Linked DNA regions of Anas platyrhynchos: region 2 is linked to region 1. The links are chromatin contacts, called in public Hi-C maps. All regions are on one chromosome and are shown on one strand. The core of a region is the stretch at or near the end of the contact, and the rest is flanking DNA. Distances in the headings are between cores, read along the strand shown.

Region 1 (5,419 bases), core at 1,205-3,704:
GTACAGTAGTTCCTCTCTTCTGTTAATGAATGAATTGCTGTAGGTTACCCATTGTGTCACCTTTAATCTAGAACGGGAAGAAAAGAGTAATGCTTATAATAGGAATATATTTCTTTCACTTGCATATCTCACCCAGAATGAAATGCCCTTTATGTGTGTATTCCTCAGGAGGAGTAATTGTGATAACCTCTGATGTTTGTGTTTTAAGAAAAACCCTCTTTTGAATAAATATTAAAGGGTTAAAGAAAATAAGCACGACACAGCTTTGAGGCTTGTGACAGGAGTGTCTGTCAGGTTGTTATCATGTCTGAGACAGTCCCAAGTATGGCTTGTGCAGTGTTATGAGCTGGTTAATTAATCTTCTTCAGAAATCTTTACCAAAGGTGTAAAAGGAGAAAATGAAATACCTTTGTAGTCCTAATGCAGTAAAACATTGCTATTAGGTTGGCATCGATGTTTTAGTTAATCTACTAATGCTGAATTTGTTTTCTTTGTGGCATCTATGGTCACAAAAGCCACTGCAATGCCCAAATATGAGATCAGTCCAGCAGAAAAGGTGGAATATGCCGAGTGTGCTTTTAATGTGGGAATTTCTCATGAAAAGCACTATACAGAAGCCCTGTCCGACTTTCTTTTGAGGTCCTTAGGCAGGAGGAGAATGAGCCTTGATGTTCAGCTCAGTGCTGTGGTGAGAGGATCTGATAAGCCTCTTGTCTTTTATTTGTTGGCCCTTGAGTTCTTCTTAATGACAAAGTAGTTTGCTGCCCCACCTTCAAAGTGTCTTTGAATTACGAGTGGAAGGCCTCTTAGCACCCTTTACAAATAAAATACTTGCTTGTGTTCCTTGTGGAAGAACCTGCTACTTGTTTGGTTTTAAGAAAGTTGGTTGGGGCACCCGATCAGATGGACTTTGGAGAGGAGCACGTCGCGTCTTTCCTGGTTCTGTTTTCATTCTGCAGGCAAAATCATATCCTCCCTAAACTGTGTCCTCATTTCTTGAGATTTTGTTTTTTTAAGTCCTTGATCCACATTTTTTTTTCATTCTCCTCTTCCCAAACTGTGGTCTACATCATGCAACAGAAGTCCCCCTACTGCTGAAATGGGATCAGCACCTGCCACCTGAGCTGGGCATCATGTTGTGATGAGCTGCTGCTCTTGGGTACCCCAAAAAAGACTGTGGCTCAGATGAGTTACCACATGGCTGCTGGCTTGCTCCTTTTAGACGAGGCATCCTCTAGCTCACAAGATCCATTCCGCGTTAGCGTAGGACTTCTTTTGAGTGGTGACCCCTATGGATTTACTGCAGATGGTTTTAGCTGGAGAATTGAGAAGAGGCTGCCTGACCATCAGCACTGCCTTCCTTCAAGGTGAGCCATGGGTTAAATTGTAGCTCAGAGGTCTCTTCTCAGCGCTTTTTTGCTATTAGCCAAAATCAAAACGCTGGTGATTTGGGTTCCAAGCCTTCCTCCCATAATTGTCCATTTGATCTTTGCTTCTGTGATCCTGTTCAGTGTGTGTGAATGTGCTGGTGCACAGTAAGTGGCCTAGCTTGGAGTCTAGAGAGCTTGCTGTCTGAAGTTCTGCCCTTCAGTCACCATTACTTGGCAGCACTGCTTGTGATCTTCAAATAATAAGAATTCCAGAAGAAAGATGCTAGAACTGGTACAAGGAAAGGGTGGGAAAGTAGAGAAGGCATTAATCCCCTCTTTGGCAGTGCTATTAGATTGGTTGAACCTGCTTTCTGAAACTGTGCCCCACTGCAAACATGCAAAAGGAATCCTTGTATTGTCACACTAAGAGATTTAATAAAATAAAATTAAAAAACAAAAAAAAAAAACACTGTATATTACACTGTATATTATACCTCTTAGGTTCTGAATTTAGGGTTCTTTATGTCTTGAAGTAGCTGATGAGCTGATTAATATCTGGAAAGATGCTGAGAGATTGCATCCCAACCCCAGTGCTGGCTGATTGCGGTGCCTTCCCTCCTGATCAGTGGAGCTCAGCACATGGTGTTTAAGAGGATGAAAATGCTCTTTAATTCCTGTTCCTCAATGGAATGTATTTATATAGCTTATAAATATTCTTCCATTACCTTTAGGACAACCAACCAGATTTCTTATCTTATCTGTCAAGAGGCAGGTCCCTGCTTTATTTTCTGTAACAAAATGCAGCATTCATTTTGGGAACTGTTAGGCTCGAGCCAATTTTGTCAGCAAAGCTAACACGAGGGTGTTTTTGAAGATGTTGAATTGATGAAGGCGTGATGCTTTCAATTAAACTCTCAAATCTCCTGTGAAAAGCCCATCTGCTCCTGGTCTCCTTTGCTCTACCTGCAGCGCCCTGGTTCCCAAAGTTGTGCCGCATGCAGTGCGCTTGCAAGCACTCGTCCCCTGCAATCCCATATTGTGCATAAGTGGGAAATAAACTGTGATTAATTGCTCTCTGCTAAGATCGATGCTATGCACTGCCATCAAGTGGCAGCTGTGCTGCAGGATGTGTTTTCAGTGCTGCTTTCTGCAGGGCTGCCTGCATTTCTGTCTGTTTCAAAGCGCTTTGCAGTGTTACAACAGTTTGCTCTGCATAGCAGTTGTGGTTGGGGGGTTCTTTTTCAGTAAGGCAATGGTTGTAATGGTTTCTGTTCCCTAATGGCAAAAAAGTAAGAATTATGTCACTTTTTAAAGAGAGTCTTAGGCATTACGGTAGCTCCAAGTACTGTAGCTACGAGGCTAGAGCAGATATTTCGCAGCTGGCAGGAAAATCAGCACTCTAAAACACACCCTGAGCTGTGTCTCTTTGAGGGCTTACTGTACTGTAGAGGATGCTGAAGTACAAGGAAAATGCTGTCCTTCTATCTTATGCCTTCAAATGTTAGTGTTCAAATCTGATTTTTTTTTTCCCTTTAAAACCCATCAAGACTATTTGTGAAAATACTGTGGTGATAGGAGATTGTTTCAAATAATGTGTCATCAAATGTACTTTATCTTCCAGGATCATATGTACTTTATCTTCCAGGAATTGTGACTCTCTTCAACTCCCTGATGCCAAGAGAATAGCTGGATTTCTGTTTCTTAGTCACTGAATGCGTTCAGGCTGTCTGCTCTTTCTTCCAAGCTCTACGAATTTTGTTGTTATTGCTATGTGAGTAATTAGCAGGATCAATCACTCAAGCTGCTGTTAATAAAATGTGTGGTTCAGTTCACTTACAGTGTAGTGAAGAACAGAAGAGGCTGTAGAAAGAGGACAGAACAAGACATTCCTATCAATTTGGGTTGTTTTTATAGGAAATAATTGTAGTAGTTTCCACGGTTTCTGAGAAAAACTCTTTAAGAGTAAGATCAGCACTTGCTATGGAAACTGGATGGTACCGGGGGGAATATTCTGCTACGGAGACTTACTGAGATGAGAAGTGGACCTCCACTGCTCCTCCCTTCATGCCTCTTCTCTGGACCAGAGCTCTGTGGGGCTTGCTGTGGCTGGGATTTGGGGTTGCTGTCAACAGCTGCTTGTTCCAGCAGTCCAGGCCATGACAGCAGGCACACAGTGTTTTAAATGGATGACCTGGCCAATATTAAACTGCTCAAATAAATGAAAATAAATCAGTGTTTTCTTCACTATACTGCCAGTTCCAACCACACAATAAAACTGTGTTCCCAGCTATTCTTCTTATCAGAGTAGATCTTCCCTAGATTTTCTTCCCTAGTATCTAACAAACTTTTGAATGACACTTTTCTTATCCTTTCTGTTTTTCAGCTTAACTTTGCTTTTTGCCCTTTTGTTGTTAATGTCATTGTTAATTCTTATCACATCCTTCTGTGAGCTAAAAACCATTAGACGTGCCCTTGGCTGGTTAGTTTAGTGAAGGCTGTCTGCCCAGCACGGCACCTTGCAGAGGCCCTCAGGATGCTCTGAACAAAAGCAGGTGATGGAAGTGCTCCAGAGGTTGTGGAGCCGTGTGCTGAAGCAATAATACACCTTGTTTGGCTCTTAACCACCCGTTCTAGTAACTTCCCCAGCTCTGTGCGCCTAAGTGATGTGTCATAAAGATACATCCATAAAGATAAATTGTGTGTCGTCTTCAGCGCTAACGAGATCCTGTTACTGTGATGGATTTTCTGTTGGCAGTCTGCAGAGATCTCCCGTATTAACGTGTGTGTAATACCCATAATAGTCTTCTGACACTCAATAAAGATTCATCACTGAGCTGATTGATATGAGATGTAGACATGCTCTGTCAAAGGATGTGGGCTGCTAATGATGGTCTTCTTTAAGTGTATCCAATTCTGTTGGAGCTTGTGTTGCTCACAGTGGTTCGGAGTAGGAAATCCATTCCCTGGTCTCCCTGCACCATTTACCTCTTTGCAAACCAAACCCACTGCAGATTTAGACACCCGAAGTGGCATGGGACATGGTGTAGCTGTGAGATCACTGATAAATCAGCTGTAACACTGTGGGCTCTGCAGACAGAGGAGGTGAGCAGCACAAGTTGCACTCAGAATGGATCTGCACGAGCCAGCATGGGCCTGGAAGCAGCAGTTCCTATAATATCTGTAAGTATCAGTCCGTCACAGCTGCCTCTGCCCCCTTAGCACGAGGTAGGGGACTATTTATTGATGCTGTGTTTATTGTAGGTGTCTGTCTCTACCCATATATTCCTTGTACCCGAAGAGTCTTAGTTAAAGGGTCTTTTTTTCTGTATCCTTTCTTTGTTCCCTGTGTCAATCTTTTATCCATCAGTGTGCTAAGCTAAACTTATTTTTGGACCGTATTCTTCCTCACCTTCAGGGGGAGAAAATGTTGGACAGAAGAAGGTTATTTTGCATGTGCAAGTCAGTGCTTTGGTCGTGGCTTTGTGGCTGATGCTGGACGAGGAGCTGGGCTGGCTCGGCGCAGCCTTAATGAAATGTGGAAGGTGTCACCCCGAGTTGCTCGAGGGGCTGGCAGCAAAACCTGTAGCATCGCTCTGCTCTTTTGGTGGCCTGTGGGCAAGCAGTCACGGTCTACGATTGTGTTTTCCAAAGGGCAGCAGACTGCATTGCAAAATCTGTCTTTCTGATCAAAGAGGGGCTCAGCCTCCGCGACGCTAACCTGAAACCTTGCTCTGGCACAACCAATAGTGCTGATGTTCATTTAAGAGGAAAATAAAGTTAGTTGGGAGGCTGTGATTTTTTTTTTTTTTTTTAAACCACTGAAGTCATTCTTGTAGTGTCTGCCTTTGTGATTTGTTTTCTTAAAAAAAATTAAAAAAAAATAAAACCTCTGCCTCGTGCTGCTTTAAGATCAAGGCATCTGCACTCATTGGCCACGAGGAAGGACCCAACCCTATCCCAAGCCTGACTCTTTGCCATTCTGTTTATTTCTGGAGTCTTTCCTTGGAGGTCTTATCTGCGGGAGAGGTTGCAGCACTCTGGCAGAGTGC
Region 2 (5,730 bases), core at 2,430-4,929, 68 kb before region 1:
CTTAAGCAAGAGTGCTTGCATTACGGTTTGGGTGTTTTTAATTGCTGTCACCCATTCCAGGCTATCTCCTGTCCTAAGGGCAAACTCCAGTGTCTGATGACTGTGACTTACTGAGGGCTTTTACATGCTGACTGCGATATATCCTTCCCAAGAAAGGGGAAGCTTCAGCTGATGGCTGCTCTCAATCACAGGCAATAATTTTGCAGTAAAAATTACTCAGCTCACAGGACTTTCCAGACGATAGTGGTAGGGAGTGAAGAAGTAAAATGGTATTCAAATCTCTTCAGGTGTGGCTGCTGTTATCTCAGCTACCAGTGCCTCATTTTACAGGCACCAGCTTCAAAGAGAAACACAAAGAAAGCCCAGCACACGATTGTCAGCCACACTCATGCTCTGTGTCTCAGTTTTGTAGCTGCTTAAACATGATGAAAACAAATCTTTAATAGTTGCTGCTTCCATCATTACATTGAACTCTGTTTTCTATTCAGTTGCAAGGACAGCTAATTTCCAGCAAATGGGAACAATGCGCTCATGTTGCTAATTCATGCCACTACACACAAACGTTCAGATTATGTTGTGCAGATCCAAATTCCATTCTCATTCGCGAGTGCAACTAGTACTTAAATCTGGTTCCCGAGCAAGGAGTAAGGAGCCCTGAAGCAAAGTTTGTGACAAATTAAACCCTGAAAGAAGCAATGAAAGAACATCTGATTATTTTATATATATATATATTTTATTTTTCATTTTTATTTACTGGACTTATGGCATGGGGGAACCAGTGTCAAAGACAATCTGAAGGCAAACAATTTGTCAGAAAGCTAGCATCCGCAAAGCTGCCACACAAATTTTCCCTCATCTACTGTCTCTCTTTTTTGGTTTGTGGTTATATGTGGGTGCAGGCAGGATATTTTGAGATAAAGGATTTGGGGGTGGAAACAATTGAAAGACATAAGTAGAGCACAGACTACATCCTGGTGAAGGCAGAGAGGCAGAGTGATGTGCCGATGAGAGCATGGCTGGGCATCTGAAGTGGCTGGCAGTGGAGATTTTCCTTGCTCTGGTCCTGGGCAGAGGCCTTACAAACCCTTCTGTAGGGTAGGGGAGCCTGGGCTGTGACCGGGCCTGAACCTCTGCCTGGCACCTCACGGAGCTCAGTACTCACCCCATGTCCCTTCCTGCCTTTGTAATTCCCCACATAAGTCATGGCCAACGCCTGGCGCTCTGGAGAAGCTTGCTCTCACAGAAATATATGTAATTACACCCTCTCTGCCCCCTTTTTGGCTCCTGGAGTGAAAGGGTCAGGCTGCCTGTGAAGGACGGGGCCCATCGGTCGGTCCCATCACCTCGTTGCTGTGCAGTCTGAGCTCAGGTGGCCTCCTGCTAAGCTTTGGTGCTGGAGGCTGCGCTGCCCCACCTCGCTGAGCAGAGGGCGAGGAGAGCTGTGCTTGGAAGCTCCCTGACTCGGCAATCTGCCCACAACTTCAGCCACCACATAAAATCTCCCCAGACTCCCCCATTTACCAGTGGGGAGTCATCGCCCAGAAACTCCTGCCTGTCAGAAGTAAATTGAAAGCCATCTCCCTTCACAAATTCCTTGATATTTCTGTTTTCTAAGCTCATTTCCTTGCCTCCTGGAATATTACGGCTGTGGTAAACACTCCTGGGCAGTCTTGCTTGCAGATTACACTTGTATCCTCACGTGCAAAGCCTCTCTGAACTATTTGCAGCCTTTGTTTGCCTCCTGATCCCAAAGACATGGCTGGGGCCTTTGGCAGGCCTGGGGCCATGCCAGCCCTGGAGAGGCAGCCACAGACAGAGGTTGGCTCGCCAGGTTAGGGCCACCAAGCAGAGAACAAACTTGCCCTTGATGGACAGCCAGGAGGGTAAAGCTCCAGATCTCTGAGCGTGTGTTATGGAAAATTTTAGGCACCTGTTATCTGTCACCATGCTACCTCCTCCTGATTGCCTCACGTTATGAGGTAGGTTGGGCTGGGCTGGGCTGGGTTAGTCATTGTTTGGTTGGAGACTCGGAGGGGACAGAGCTTCTGCAGGAGGTGGCTTTTCACTAGATGGTGCTCTTTCCTGAGCCATCCTGTGCCGTCCCCTTTTTGAGTCTGGGAACTTCCCAGTGTTCCTCTTGTACGCCCTTCTTACAGGGATGGGAGGAAGGCAAATTAAACTGTATTTCCAGTATCCCTGCTCTCAGGTGCCTCACCCTGCTGGAGCCATGTATGAGAAATTATTGCTTTACATCCTGGTTTAAAAGGGCGTACGGTGTCGGTATGTCCCAGCCTCCAAATGATCACATTGCATGAGGGGTGAAACCATTTTTATTATTTCAGTTGATTTAAACGGGATCAGCACTGCACACCTTAGAAGACGATGCCAAGCTCATGCAGAGCACTTTCAGCAGGAAATCTCCACTGTACACAGCTCAGTGTTATTATTTTTATTCTCCAGAGAGAGCACACCAGGTACAGAAATTACCCGCATCCTTTGTCCAGCTCTCTGGCCAGCAGCAAGGTCTTTTTGGGAAGTACAGCAAGTGTTTTTGGGGTCGGCTGCAGTGAGGTGAGGCTGCCCACCTTTAGTGCGACAGGAATCGCACGAGTAACTCAGCGTGGCTGCTGTCTTTGTGGCTATGATCGCCTGGCTACCACCAGGGCTAGCAGGATGCATCTGTGTGCAGTAGGTTAAGCTGAGGGGAAACGTTGGGCCGCCACATGAACTCATTTCCAAGAGCTTCCATCATAAACGCTAACTGAAGGCAGGTCACCGCCACAACTGCTCGTGCATCTTCTCTCCAGAGGCCTCCCCAAACCTAGCCACACGCGGACCACAGGCCACATGAATGCGTCTGCTGACGGTGGGTTGCCATTGCCACCATTTTCTGGGGCAAGGCACGGGAACAGCGAGGGAAATTGTCCTGGATCAAACTCCACACCTCATGCAGCAGAGCAGCGGGAAGGTGCTGCGGAGCAGGACAGGGCTGCGGGCATGAGTGGAGCTGCTGGATTTTGTGCTAGGAAGCGATGTGCAGCGTGTGCGTGCAGCAGATCAGCTTGTGCTGGGGGAGGACTTATCCATTGCAGGAGGTGGGCACGCCAGCAGCAGCGTACCAAACTAAACAAGCCATTAAAGCTCCTGGCCAGCGTGTGGGGAGGAAGTATCCCCTTTAAGTAAAAATAAAATAAAATAAAATAAAATAAAATAAAATAAAATAAAATAAAATAAAATAAAATAAAATAAAATAAAATAAAATAAAATAAAATAAAATAAAATAAAATAAAATAAAATAAAAAGCACATTAAAAAAGAATTAAAAAATCAATAATAAAAAAGTTCTCTGCTTCTTTTCGCACCAGAAACACCCAAACCTCAGCGAGCCCAATGAGCGGGGCCAGCCAGGTGGCCGGAGGGGGGGGGTGCGGGGGTGCCACTCCCCGACAGCCCCGCTTCACCCGGGGGTCTCTGGGCTGAATCTCCCCCGACCCCAAGCCCCCGGCCGGGTACTGCCCGTCCCCCCACCCGGTGCCCCCTGCCCGGGGGCGGCCCGGCCCGGCCCGGCCCGGCGGGCGGCGCATGCGGGCTGGCGGCTCGGGGGCGGGCACGGCGGCGGCTCTCGGCTCGCAGCCCGCAGCCCCCGGCCCTCCTTCCTGCCCGCCTCCCCGGGCGGAGAGCACCCGGCCCGGCCGCTTTTCCCACCCCCCTCCCTCCTTTCCCATCTCCTTTCCCCCCCCTCCTTTTCCCTTTCCCTTCTCCCCGTCCCCTGTCCCTCTCCCTTCCCTCCCGGCCCCGCTGCTGCCAGGGGGCGAAGCCGCCCGCCCGCCGTGGGGTGAGTGTGTGAGCCCCGCAGGAGTTTTTGCGGAGGATGGGGAAGGGGTCTAGGGGGATAAAAAGGGGTCTTTTGGGGTGGTGAGGGAGTGGGGCCCCTCCGCGGTCCCTCGGACACTTCCCCGCCCTTCCTCCTCCTTCTCCTCTTCCTCGGAGCTTTTCTCCGCGCAACTTCGTGCGGAGCCGCTCAGCCTCGCGTGCTTTTTTTCTCTTTATTTTATTTTTTATTTTTTTTTTCCTTATTTCTCACTCTTTTCCTTTACTTTTCGCTTCTTTGCTGGCGCGCCGCGCCTCGCCTGCTCCCGCCCCTATTGTCTGCGGGCTGCCCGGGGGAGAGGGGGGGAGCGACCCCCGGCCGTGTGCCCGGGCTGCTGCGGGGGGGGGAGCACACGAACACACCCCCAGAAATACACAAACACACGCAGATCTACACAAACACACGCTTATATACACACAAACACCCCCCCCGGCTGGCCCCCAGCCTCCCTCCTCGCTATTCAGCCCATTGATGTGCTGCTGGGGGGGGGAGAAATCAACAAAACCTCGAGCTTCGCTGATGCAACTTTGTATCTTAGTTTGTTTGGGTTTTGCTGAGAGAGTAATCCGGGTTTTCAATCAATCTCCTCTGTTCTTGTTTTTTTTTCCCCACCTTTGGGGCTCAGTGGGTTGTTGGAGCCGGGCAGGGGGTCGTGGCTGGGGGGTTCTTGTTGTGGGGTCACCCTGCTGCTGGAAAATGTGCTCAAGGGGAACCCCACTTCTCCTAAAGCCACTGTGACGATTCCTGGGTGAGGATTGTGAAAGCGTGCTCGTTTCTTCACCTGCGAATTGTCCGAGCTGGTTAATCCACCGGCCGTGGCCGCGTTATCCCCACGAGTCATGGAAAGGAGCTGGGATTAGTGGAGCCGAGTTTTGCTGACCTCTGTAATGGGCTCTGCCCTGTGTCCTTCGCAGGGCTGCTCGTTAGCTGGAGCTCAGGAGAGAAAAAGTGCTTTAAAAAGTTTGTAAGGGTGTTCTGTGCTGGTTGCGGATGACCAGACGGGGTCTTGATAAAGGGATTATGAATGCTGTGCTCATGCAGGACAGTTGGTAGCTGCGGTGTTCCCTGCAACCCGTGTCAGCCATAAAACTGTAGGTGCTCATGGAGATACGCGGTGCAGTAGAAATATGTAAAGCATGTAGCTTCAGCGCTGAGTTTAGACAGTTGCTCTGAGATCTGTGAGTGTCTCGTGTGCTGGCAGTCTCAGCTAACGTAATCTCAGTGGTTTTAAAAGGCCAAACTACATTATTTCCCCCGGTGGTGACTCTCTTCAGCTGAAAATCCCTCCCTTGCCTGGCGTGCTTTTGGTGCTTTGCAAACCCTTGCCAAGTTGTAGGGGGACTGCGGAGGTGAACCGAGTTCCTCACAGTCCCATGAAGGTAAGGCACGCGTGATTCAGTTAGCGCCGTGTTAGAGGAGGTGTATTTTATTCAGAGATATCCTAGCAGTGGGTGTAGATTGACATTAACCTCACAACATCCGTGTCTGTGGGCAGAAGCTGTCTGTGCTAGAGGAGCACCCGTTCACGCAGAGGGCTCTTGCTACACCACTGCGGTTCCAGGCTGTCACCTTTCGTGGTGAGATGTTTTGCTTGGACCCTTTTTTTTCCTTTCTTTTTTTTTTTTTTTTTTTTTTTATTTCCAGGCCTCGTAGCAGGATACGGGTGCATTAAGCAAGGTGAGGATAACCCAGGCGTGTGTTGTCCCTTGGCATGGGTTCAAACATGTACCTATCTCCTGTGCTTATGGCATGAGCCTGGCGCGTCTCCTGTCTGTCCTCTCGGCGCTGCCCGGCGCTGGGCAGACAGGCTGGCCTGGGGCTGTTGCTAGAAGGGCACGGATGTGGAGTTGGGCAAGGCAG

Evidence for each region. A called contact is a pair of places that touch in the nucleus more often than the background predicts.
Region 2: a Hi-C map of subcutaneous adipose tissue shows a contact between it and region 1, with 3 times the contacts expected there. The contact joins the promoter of AKAP13 here to the enhancer-like site in region 1. A contact is called at or near these places in 4 of 8 Hi-C or Micro-C datasets (F1 follicle, liver, skeletal muscle and 1 more).

The regions. Positions count from the first base shown.
Region 1 is chr11:18,310,631-18,316,049 of IASCAAS_PekinDuck_T2T, reverse strand. All of the region lies in intron 4 of AKAP13 (A-kinase anchoring protein 13), which reads left to right. Among named protein-coding and RNA genes, the nearest start is that of AKAP13, 68 kb to the left of the region's middle. Within about 2 kb of position 2,454, at least 1 of the 8 cell types and tissues checked has an H3K27ac peak or open chromatin away from gene starts, as enhancers often do. A contact at or near this core is called in subcutaneous adipose tissue, where this site is marked.
Region 2 is chr11:18,379,640-18,385,369 of IASCAAS_PekinDuck_T2T, reverse strand. AKAP13 (A-kinase anchoring protein 13) reads left to right here and starts at 3,679. Exons shown (of 41, transcript XM_072043424.1): 1 at 3,679-3,834.